Linked DNA regions of Mus musculus: region 2 is linked to region 1. Evidence: chromatin contacts called from public Micro-C data. All regions are on one chromosome and are shown on one strand. Each heading gives the region's core, a stretch centred on a gene start, on an enhancer-like site or on the middle of the called end of the contact. The rest is flanking DNA. Distances are from core to core; before and after follow the strand shown. Region 1 holds the start of Col8a1 (collagen, type VIII, alpha 1). Region 2 has its middle 49 kb from the start of Col8a1.

Evidence for each region. A called contact is a pair of places that touch in the nucleus more often than the background predicts.
Region 2: a contact with region 1 is called in a Micro-C map of muscle stem cells, with 2.2 times the contacts expected there. The contact joins the enhancer-like site here to the promoter of Col8a1 in region 1. A contact is called at or near these places in 1 of 39 promoter capture datasets (epiblast stem cells), 2 of 484 Hi-C or Micro-C datasets (muscle stem cells and stem cell-derived neural stem cells) and 1 of 9 other capture datasets (liver).

What each region holds. Positions count from the first base shown.
Region 1 is chr16:57,752,063-57,757,785 of GRCm38.p6, reverse strand. It overlaps Col8a1 (collagen, type VIII, alpha 1), which reads left to right and starts at 3,049. Exons shown (of 4, transcript NM_007739.2): 1 at 3,049-3,146.
Region 2 is chr16:57,800,832-57,806,850 of GRCm38.p6, reverse strand. No RefSeq gene overlaps it. Among named protein-coding and RNA genes, the nearest start is that of Col8a1, 49 kb to the right of the region's middle. Within about 2 kb of position 4,765, at least 11 of the 459 cell types and tissues checked have an H3K27ac peak or open chromatin away from gene starts, as enhancers often do. A contact at or near this core is called in muscle stem cells, where this site is marked.

The sequences.
Region 1 (5,723 bases), core at 1,800-4,299:
AAAGGTTTACATTCACCAAGGACTTGGAAATATGCCATCATGTGTAGCTCTTAGTATATCCACATGATGGCAAATTTAGGGCATAGCATGTTGTCATTTGATCCTTGCCTTTCACCGGGAAGTCCACTTCTCTCCCCTTTGGAGAGATTCTAGGAACAGCTCCCTGAGAATCATCAGCACAGAGATCCATTCCTGGATTCGCAACGTGTTGTCCAGATCTGCTACTGAATCAGACTCGGGCAAGTGTGAACTGGAGAAATGAACTAATCGTTGGCACCATCCAGACAACATGAAAGGAGTGCCTTTGCTATGTTGGCTGGGTATTCAGGTTCAGAATAATGGGGTAAAGGATGAAAATGGGAAAAGAAAACTCCATCCTGCTGCTGGAGGCTGCCTTCTCTTCAAATGTGCTTTTCTTGTCTTGTTCCCCCCAAGCCCCGCCCCTTATTTTTCACAACTATGTGATGGAACTGGAATGTGTGAGACGCATTAAAGGATTATTTTCCATAATCCTATGGGAATAATTGCTAATACATTTTTTAATCACCCAGACCCTCCTTCTAGCCCCTCTTTTGTTTGCTCAGAATACATTTCCTTACTAAATTAAAGACTCGTAAGAAGTAACACTATGCCTATAAAATCATATTTGGTTTCATGGTTCAGCCCCAAGACAAATAATGTAGTCTTAATTTTCAGTTCTGGTAACGAAGGTTATTATTCATGTTGTAGACTTCACTTAATGGATCTGGACACATCCCTAAAAGATATACTATTTAGGAAGGAAAACTGAATCAGAAAAGAAAAAGAGAGGCAACAACTAACTAGTAAATGAACAAAAGCGTTCACATGAAAGTTTTAGCCTTCTTCATTCTCCATTCATCCATTAATTGAACAACTGCTGCTCGTCATCCATATGTTCACACTCATCAGAACAATTTATTCCATTGGGCCAGGTGACATTTACTGAGCATTTATATTTTCCTGGCTAGTAAACCAATAGGTATGGCTTGTTAGAGCCAGTGACTTTCCTGAATAAAGCTGATTAGGAGGTCCAGGGAAACACACACACACACACACACACACACACACACACACTTATATATATGCATTAGATAGATGATAGATAGATATAGATAGATAGATAGATAGATAGATAGATAGATAGATAGATAGATAGATAGATGATAGAAGGTAGATAGATATAGATATATACCCACACACATATATATGTATATACACGCACACACATATGATGTCAAATTTGTATCTTGATGAAAATTAAAATGTTTCCATTTTGTCTAATGACTCTTCACCATCCTCCCTCTCTGAATCGCATCGGTTTTTGCATGTTGACTTCCAAGCCTATCCATTCGAGCTAAGCTTGGAATTCTTACAAAGGAACCATCAGTTGAGGCTCTGGGCTCTCCAGGCAGACAGATGGGAGTGAGTCTGTAAAAAACTAAGTCCAGTGTAAACTTAGCACATGTGGTGGCAGGTATTATTATTATCCCAGTGGCACGCACTACTATTTTCTTAATAGATTCTTTGAAAATTCTTTTTTATACTGTGGACCTTTACTAGGCCAGTGGCTCTTTCTTAGTGGAGAGGTTTTTTGCCCTTCAGTATCCTATGGCTAAGTCCAAGGCCATTTTTTTTCCACACCTAGCAGAAGGAGACTGCTGGGCTAGTGGTCCTCTGGCATCCTGTGGAGGAGAGGCTGAGGGATACTACTGAACAGTTTTCAAGCCCCTGCGCGGGTCCTCAGAACAATGCACACTCTCCAGGCACACTAAGGAGTGCAGGAGTTTTTAAACTGCCTAGCTTAGCCTGTTGCCAGCTTGAGCTAGCTAGAAAACAAGACAGAAAACAGCACAGCATGGCTTAAGATCGTGTGTGTGTGTGTGTGTGTGTGTGTGTGTGTGTGTGTGTGTGTGTGTACTCGGTGAGCAAGGTCATTCCCTCTTCTCCAAGGCATCTATCCGACTCCCATTTCCCATCTCTGAGTCTCAAGTCCTCCTTTCAAATGCTTTGATTTCTTTGGTGGCAAAACTGTAGCTTGGGCTGGGAAGTGAGTCACCGCTCAGCAGCGAAAGGACCTTATTTTTCTTTCTCTGAATACATTTTTTAATAACTTCAGCATGACCCTTCGCACTTGTTGGTTAAATCCTCTCTATGCCTACGACAAGTGGAGAGAGCTATGACACCGAACATTTTTCAGTTGCTAGCTAGGAGAGATTTTTTTTTTAATACCGAAAATAACCAGAGGACAGCGAGCCCTAGCATCCTGTGTTACATAAGCAGATGTTGATGCTGAAGGGACGAGCTGGTGCGGAGCTGTCTCCGCAGATGGACCTCACAGCTGCTCCAGCCTCTGGAGCTGCCTGGATGTTGCACGCTTAGAACTGTCTGTGGAAGGAGGCTGGCAGGAGTGAGGTGGGGTGGGCCAGGCTGCAGCAGTCAGCTCCCAGAGGCAGGGCGCCTGGGGCTCCCTGGGACGATCCCCTCCCACCACTGTCTGGGCTCACCGGGCTTGTCCTCCACCCTTTTCCAGAAGCCCATCTTCCTCGCCTCTACCTCGCTTCCAAACCCGTCAGTTCTCTTGGGCGGTTACTTGGCTTTTCGATCACAGAGAAAACACCTTTGTTATTGACAGTCGCCCAGGTTCCTCTCGCTGCCAAAAATGTCACACAAAACCGAAAAATAATCCAGTACCCATTTCATCTTCCAGAATCAAATCCCTATCTCTCTCTCTTCCCCTACCTTTACTTTAGCTTCCCGTCCCCAAGCCCCATTCATTTCTTCCCCAACCTTTCCCTTCTGTGGTCTCTGCCTTTCTCTACTCTCCCTCATTCGTCTCCACTCCTGTCTATTTACTCCGCCGCCCTCCAAAGTCCCTGGCTCTCCCCACTCCTAAAAACTCGGGCTCTACCCTTTCTGCCCCTCCCCAGACAAGTGTCCAGCTCCACGGGGGCAGCCCGCCCGCCGCCCCCGCTCAATCCCTGCCCACCTACTGTGAGGAACAGCTCCGCCCACCTGTCCATAAAAGCCAAGTGCAAGTTACCCGCAGAGCACAGAGGATCAGAGCCCTTCCACGGTCCTCTCCGTGGGAGCCCGAGTCCCTGTCTCCCAGATCTGACGTGCTCAAGGTAAGATAACCCTTGTCAGGGCTGCTGACTTGCAGGGGGTTGCTGCCTGGAGTGAGTCCCTGCTGGTCAACGCCTTTTACTTAGAGTTGATTCATAAGGATGCTGTAATGAACAGTGAGCTTCTTAACTAGCAACTGGTTTGAAAACAAACTTCTGTTTGAACAGTAAAATAAAAATTCCTTTTTGGCAGAAACAACAGCATTTCTATTACAAAAATCTTTTCTCTTTTTAAGTCACACTGCCCCCCCTCCCCGCGTGCCCCGTCTGTCTGACTGCTTCTGAGGTTAAATGTATCTGTTTGCGGTATTATGCTTGTGTTTTTAATTGTAAATAGTTCACATATCAGTAAGGGCAGGGGAATCTGTCCCATTGTCAAAAAAAAATGCACTTTAAAGGAGCACAATTACTTCTCTAAAAATAGCACAGTCAAAAGGTCGGCTGCTGATTTTGTGATGTTTTCCAAACCCCCAAGACAACTTCTGTGAGTCCTTTAAGAAGTATCTTTCCAGGTTTAACTGCTCGGAAAAAATGATGTGAACGAGTGCCCTTTGCCCGGGGACAGTAATCAGGTGACTGGAAGATAGGAAAGTACAAATCCCAGTTTACAAGCTGGGGCAGGATGAGCCACTGCTGGGCTACCTTTCCAGTACAGCCTAAAAGGAGTCTTGTGTGGAGACTGAGAGTGTATGAGAACTCTGTGATGCCTATACACACCTCAAACACGAAGTGTTTCAATATGTTTCTCAGAAAGCACGCCGGTCAGATTGCACAATTCTTCTGTGTACAACTGACTGATGTATAGCGAGATCAGCCAGAAAGACTTCAGATGGAAGGTTTTCATCCTCACCGTCCCCTCTGCCCTCCTCAAGCGAGTGCCTGGTTATTGACTGACTCCCCCAGAGCTCTGCAGTGGGGAAGAGACCTTGGATGTGTGTAGGGGTGGTTTGGGGAAGTGGTTGTGGTAGGTGGGTTGGGGGTTGATCTGTTCTTCTTCTCCAGAGTGCTGTGCACCTGTGTGAGGAGAAGCAAACCTGACAGCTACTTTGGAAAAATAAATAAAAATCAGACTCTTGTGCCATCAAGTTTGCTACCATATTCTGTGGGTTTTGTGGGATGAAAGGCTCTCATGTGGGAGAAAAGCCCTCTTCAAATGTTCCATCTGGGCAACTGCAGAAGCTGCTCTTGGAGGAGACAAGCCCAGGCTGCCAGTCAAGAAACCAAAGCAGCGCTTTAGTCCTTAAGGTTCTTAAGGGGAGAGAGCCATTCACATCTTCATGCCTGTTGGTTGTGTGCTGTTTCAAATGGGAAATTTCACTGTAGGTCTAAAACTGAAATAAATCACACACTTAGACAAGTGGCTTGGGCTTTTCCAAATTCTCTTTATCTTTTATATATCAAAAGAAATGTAAAAATATTAAACACTGTTTAGCATGAAAGGGCTAGCATAAAATTATTCAAGTTACTTATGAACCATTTCCCCCACGTTGCAGTTTTTCCCCCCAGTGGAAAAATACTGCAGAGAATGTGGTTTCCTTTCAGAAAATGATATAAAATTACTATTGGCCAATATAATATGTGACCTGTGCATCTTCAAATCCCCTTATCTCCATCCACAGTGCAGTCTGCTGGCTCTCTAGCTAACAAGAGTAATGAGCCATGGAAGGTGCAGGTATGAAACAAGGCCAACCCAAATGTTGGGTTCATTCAAGTTAATTCCTCCTTTAAGGTAATACTTGAGTCCTGCTCAGCCCCATCAGTGAGAAAAGATTATAATTTCCTCCAAAAACCTCCTCTGTCAAAGTTATCAGCCCTAAGGGCCAAAAGCTTACATTATAGAACTCTGTTCAAGCTAAATTTGAGACTTATAATTGTTCTCTGAAGGTTTGCTTCTGCTCTCCCTGACTGTCTGAACGGAGCAGCTATGAACAGTTTAACAGTATATGTGTCATGAGGTTCAACCCCCTTAACTAAGTGGGTGAGATCATCTCAGACTGTTCATGATCTAACCTTCCCAGGGGGCATTACCAGTCAAAGGAGTCTTTCCCTAAGGTATGTACCAGGCACAATGGTACTTTTCTTCTTATGAGTTTAGAAAAATCAAAGTTAAGGTGTCATTTAGTTGTCCTAACATCACCTCTTCTGCACAGGATGTCAAAGGACAGCCCGAGTCTCCTCTTCCCGTGTGTGGCCATGTCCAGCGCATGCTATTGCAGCAGGCTGCTGCTATCTCCCTAAAGGAAAACAAGAGTGGGTGTCTCCTTGACCAGAGACACCCAAAGGATGCCCTACAGATTTTGAGGACCTGCTATACTTATAAAAAACAAACCCACACATTTTAGATTTCTATTTCTGATTTTGAATAAGTAAAATATCTACACAGTAGGAAAGTAGATGTATATTTTTATCTCAAAAGAAAAGGATAAAGGACACCTTTAAAGAATTTGAAATCAACCAGAATTGAGTGGGAAGGTGAGAAGACACCTAGACATCCATTAAGAGACTAGAACAATCTAGATCTGTTATCAAACATGACCTCTTGCTATCCTTACTTACATAGAGCCATGGAGGATGAAGAAG
Region 2 (6,019 bases), core at 3,516-6,015, 47 kb before region 1:
AAGCCACGGAATATCAGGCATCTCCAAGTCATTTCCAGTAGGCCATCTTTTGATAAAGACCTCAGCTAACCATTCAAACAAACTTTTGACACCTTTTTTAACTATGCGAGCTTCCGTATTAAACCTAGAATCTCTACTCAGAGGACCCATGTCAATAAACTCAGCCTGCTCTAGTTTTATGTTCCTTCCACCCTTATCCCACACCCTTAAAATCCATTCCCACACATATTCACCAGGTTTCTGCTTGAATGAATTAGCAAACTCATTAAGCTCCTTAGTAGTGTAGCGAATTTCCTCATGGACTACACTTTCTACCTCCCCTCTAGGAGCCTGTTTTGCTTTGAGTCTGGTTACAGGTCTAGAAGAAACTATTGGTGGGCCTTGAGAAACATCAGTAGTGAAAGTCATTGCTGGTTTATCAGACTCTGCAAAATTAATTTCCTCATGTGGCGAAGGCATTATTTCAAGGGGTGGGGCTGAGGGTACTACTTCCTCGGGTGGGGCAAACCCTTGAGAATCTGAAGATTCAAAATTCTCAGCTTCAACATGGTCTTCCCACACATCCCCGTCCCATGTTGTAGGATCCCATTCTTTGCCAATTAGAGCCCTTACTTTAACTGTCGACACACTCTGAGGCTGAGACTTGAATTTTCGCTGTAGTTCAGCCAACCTTACAATGAGAGTTTCCGTTTGATTTTCTGCAACTTGAGCTCTATTGCTACAAGAGAGAAGATTTTCTTCAAGGACACACTTAGCAACTTTTAGATCGTTTACTTGTGTCTGGAGCCTTTCAATTTTATCACACAACTCCTTCCTTTCATTCATCATTCTTTCCACAGATACTAAGAGCAGCCAGCCAGTAAAATCATTTTTCGATTTTTTCCCCATCTTGTAGAAAGCTTTGTGCACTGAATCACCTAATTCATTAAGAAAATCAAGGGCATTAGCTTCTTTAAGTTCGGAATATAGTTTCAACCATGGGTCTTCAAAATTCTCTAAGCTCCCAGGAGGGAGAGAATCTGGAGAGGTTTCAATAGTTGAAAGTGCTGGTGGATCAACAAGCCAGTTCCAGTATTTTAAAAGATTCATCCTTGTACTTCTGTTACTCTAGAACCACTCCTGGTACCAACTTCTGTATTAGTCAGGGTTCTCTAGAGTCACAGAACTTATGGATAGTCTCTAGATAGTAAAGGAATTTATTGATGACTTACAGTCGGCAGCCCAATTCCCAACAATGGTTCAGTCGCAGCTGTGAATGGAAGTCCAAGGATCTAGCAGTTACTCAGTCTCACGCAGCAAGCAGGCGAAGGAGCAAGAGCAAGAGCTAGACTCCCTTCTTCCAATGTCCTTATATTGTCTCCAGCAGAAGGTGTAGCCCAGATTAAAGGTGTGTTCCACCACACCTTTAATCCCAGATGAAAGGCGTAGCCCAGATTAAAGGTGTGTTCCTTAAACTCGGAGATTCAATCTTCTGGAATCCATAGCCAATATGGCTCAAGATCTTCAAACCAAGATCCAGATAAGGATCTCCAAGCCTCCAGATAAGGGTCACTGGTGAGCCTTCCAATTCCGGATTGTAGTTCATTCCAAATATTGTCAAGTTGACAACCAGGAATAGCCACTACAGACGGTAAAGGATTTTTCACTCCCTCAAACAAAAACACAAGTGGCCACATCAGTAATCGCCATTAAAGAGAATTCTCAGCATCCAATGAGCTCAGAAATTAAAGATGCCCTGGAGCACTTCAGCTTGATATTAAGCACAAGCCAGCAAAGACGTAGTTTCTACTGTTTGTAGACTCGTTTTCTGCTTCATTTTACTTGTGGTCTCTAGAGACTGAGCACTGGATTTAGAGTACCTAGAACAGCGCACACGCACCAGTGACCACTGACTTACACTTTATAACATTGAGCAGGTTTCTTCCTCTCTCCAAGTCTTCACTCCCCCCACCTATAAAATAGGAATATTTTTATGTACCTAACTTAGACAAAAGGGGCTTTGGGAGGCTCAAAAGAGAAAATAGTAGGAAGTCATTTAATAAATTATAAATTGCTATGAAAGAGGTTGTGTTTGGTGAATTAGCTGTCAGTTGGGTTCCTTTGAAGGTCTCTGCCTGAGCTCCACTTACCACACTAACAGTTGGGTGGTCCTGTTCTAGCCATCAATCCGCGTTCAGGCAGAGCGTTCGTGCTGCAGCCTTGTGCTTCAGGGGGGGTGAGAATAAACTGGAACCAAATAAAATCTGTACCTGCCTAGTTCCTGACAGATGTCCTGGTAGTTAACAATCCAGAGTTGTTTTCAATGATTAAAATACAAAAACAAAAACAAACAAATTAAAAAAAACCCACCAGGTGAGATGTTATATTGCCTTGATTTAGATCCTTAAAATGCAAGGAATTATCTGTTCCGTGCATTCTCTTACATTGGTTTTGGAGAGTCCAAATCCAATGATATGACAAAGGTTTATGCACTTTGTAAGAATGGACATAAATATTAATGCTCTCTGCTCAAATTCTAGGAAGATGTGTGAGATGTTTGCTCCTTGGGTTCCAGCAAAGATATTTTACTCTTTCTACTAAATCATTTCAAATTCTGTTCTGTGCCAGTCGTGTACATTATATATCCTGCCAGTCAATAGCTAGACGGTAGTGGCATCCTTCCAGATTCTCATTTTTACATAAATGGCTTTAAAACACGTTCTCTATATTACACTCTAATCTCATCCTGGCCCAACAAAATATACATGATTCAATATAGTGCAAATAATATTATGTTGAGAAAAAGTTACCAAGGAGTCAAAACGGTGTTATAAAGATTCACTATAAAATCCATATGCTTACTCTGAAAATATTCCAAATCAACAGTAGAAATTGACTGATGGTTTAATGTGGTAATGAAAAGGTCAGATAAAGCAGCAGGGGGGACCATGGAATCAAAGCATATGCAAGACACACAGCTGAAAGATGTCATGACTCCGGCAGAGAAGTCTGTACTGCAGAAGGCCTGAGTTTCTAGCCTCAAATGTAACGAACCTCTGTCCATATCAGAGTCACGTCGTTTGTTAGAAACATTAGCAAATAGAAAATGTGTGTTGTCTTAATTTAAAAAAAAAATTAGCTAGAAATAGCTTCCTTAGGATCTATAGGAATGAGTACTCAGATTTTAAATGTGCAAACACCAATATTCTCTCTGTTCGTCGGGCATCTAATTTGGCTGTTTCAGTGAGATTTCTTCTTTGTGCATAGGAATCTGAATTCATATTGTATGATTTTTTTTCTGGTCTGTGTACTAATGTTTTAGACATGCTTATTGGTTTATACCTTCCCACCATGCTTTTGCACGGCAATGTTCTTAGATATATATTTGTTCTATTAACCATAGCATCATCACTTGTACATACATTCCTTTATAGGGGATGTGAAGGAACTGGCAAGGCTTTAAATATTTAAATGTATAACTTAGTACAACACTATCCATATACTCTGCCATATTCCCAGGTGCCAGATGGGAACGTGAGGCAGAAAGGGGAGACCTTTGACCCAGAGTTTTCAGTGATTCAATCCAGCAACACAGCACATGTTGCCAGATATTTTTTCCTATAATCATTTGCTGGAGCTGCCTTAGAAGTCCTTGCTCTGCATATGATCAACTCTGACAAACAGCTAACTGCTTTTAAAAACAAGAAATTGACTCCTGGAATGCCTTCTAATTGGCCTGCGTGAAATCAAAAGCTGAGAGAACTAAATAACCCCAGTGGGGCTGTGTGACAATTCTGACAGTAAAACTCTGGAACATATTCAATTTTATTCACACACACACACACACACACACACACACACACACACACAGTGAAGAAGCCTAGAAAGCCTGTCTTTCCCCATGTCTACTTATAACATTGGGTAAGTAGCAGCCTAGCTGATCTGAAGTGGGGCCTACAGCCTCCTGAAGGGACATAGAAGAGAATGATCACACTCCCTAAGCAGCAACAACTAAGTCCTGAATCTAATACTCTCTCCATGAAACAGACACACACCAGAAACAAAAGGGCAACAGAAATCAGAGCCGGAATTGGATTTTCCAGCCTTGCTCAGCCCTACAGAAAGAAGTTGGAAAACAAAAGAACAAAGCAGAGGTTGAATTTTTAAGATTCTGTGTCATGGATGCTGTCAAAGACCTTTAGATTCAGATTTAGAAGTAACTAATTTTCATAGGAATGCTGGTAACAATGTATGCTTAGAAAATGGTGGGTTTTATTCTAAAATTGAGAGGCCATTTCTGTCTCAAAAAATTATACTGGTGTTCATTTGCTATAATATTTGCTTCCAATGCACAAAACCCTGAGTTAGAACCCCAGCACTACAGATGCACGGTGGGATGCTACTATTTTGTAAGCTCAGTACTCAGGAGGTGGAGACGGGAGGATCAGGCAGTATCATTCATCCTTAGCTGCATTGTGAGTTCAAAGCCAGCCAGAGATACATTAGAACCTGTCTCAAATATGTATAGGAATATATACTTGAATATACACACATGTATATGTATATATGTATTACATATACATCACCTTTATAAAGGATAATTAGGAGACATAAATAGCAGTGTCTCAAAGATAGTTCTGTGTGCAAGAATAGCAAGAAATATTTTTAAAACCACAAAATTGCTAGTCTACCCACCATTCCTTTCTTTTGCAGTGTTTAGTACAGCGCAGTATAATTTTACACTTGCCTTGTACTCTATCTGGTGACAAGTTCCAAATTTGGTGACTCATTTTGAAAATATTTTAAAAGGCAGAGTACCCTTGAATCATTGACTCCAGTAGCAGACTGAGCCACACACAAGCAAGTGCTAGGCAACCCAAAGGACCTACATCTAACCTGAGGTCCTTAAAGAAATCCTTCGGTAATGTGTACACTGGGCTTCTATGTATTCAAACATATCATTCTAGGGGAGGGAACTGTTTGTAAAGGCTAGAGTGGCTTCAAATTTCTGGAAATCACCTCTTTAAATCCCTCAGAAGAAAAGAAAACTGAGTCTATGGAGCAAGTTCTAAGCTTCAGCACAGTAGGTTCAAATAGAAAATAGGTGTATATTAGCAAGTTGCTAATGACTTTTAAAAATATGTTGAAGGATCTTGTTCTTCTGTTGAAGGCATGTTCCAACTCTTTCTCACTAACTGAAAAACCATATTTGACATCATATAACTCACTTCCTTAAATATTAGGAGTCATATGCAACCATAGAAGGTCTTTATCTCTTGGATATGTGTATATAGACATATATATATATATATATATATTATGTGTGTGTGTGTATTGTCCATTAAGATAATTGTTCTAAGTTGTATATGAGCAATGGTGTGTGTGTGTGTGTGTGTCTGTGTGTGTTGTTAGCTATAAAGAACATAATGGAAGCATGAATATATACTCCCTTCTGGCATTTGAAGAGGACAATCATTAGTACACACAACTGCCTGCAATGAATTTTCACTGTTGAAATTATTGTGACATTTCAGTAGGGAAAGTGCTACAAATTGTCCGTGGTTATAGTGAATGTGACATGAGTAATTCCAGTCAGCTGTGCTTTCTTCTTGCAGAGTGTATAAAATTTATGAGCATAAAGTCAACATATGAGACTATGCCAGCTCGATCATCTTTCTCTATCCCAAGAAGATTTGTTTGATAACTGTTCCACTACAACCAGTAACTCTGGATCATAGAGCCCACATTCCAGGAAAGGTGAAAGCAAATGCAGTGCACTGATGCCTGAGAACCTTCCAAAGGCCAATGTAGATCCCTGGGGTCCCTGCATTTTGTTTCTCTAGGCTGCTCTGTTCTGCTGTGTGCAGTCACCTGACACCCTCTATTATCTTTTTACCAGAGAAATTATGTATGAGCAAAATCAAAGGAAGAATTTCTGAATCAGTAGAAAAGTATATTTAAGACCACTGGTCCGTTTCCCAAAATATTGTTTGAGAAGTTACAGTAGTCCAGGGTTACTGCCCAATGGTATTGCGCATGT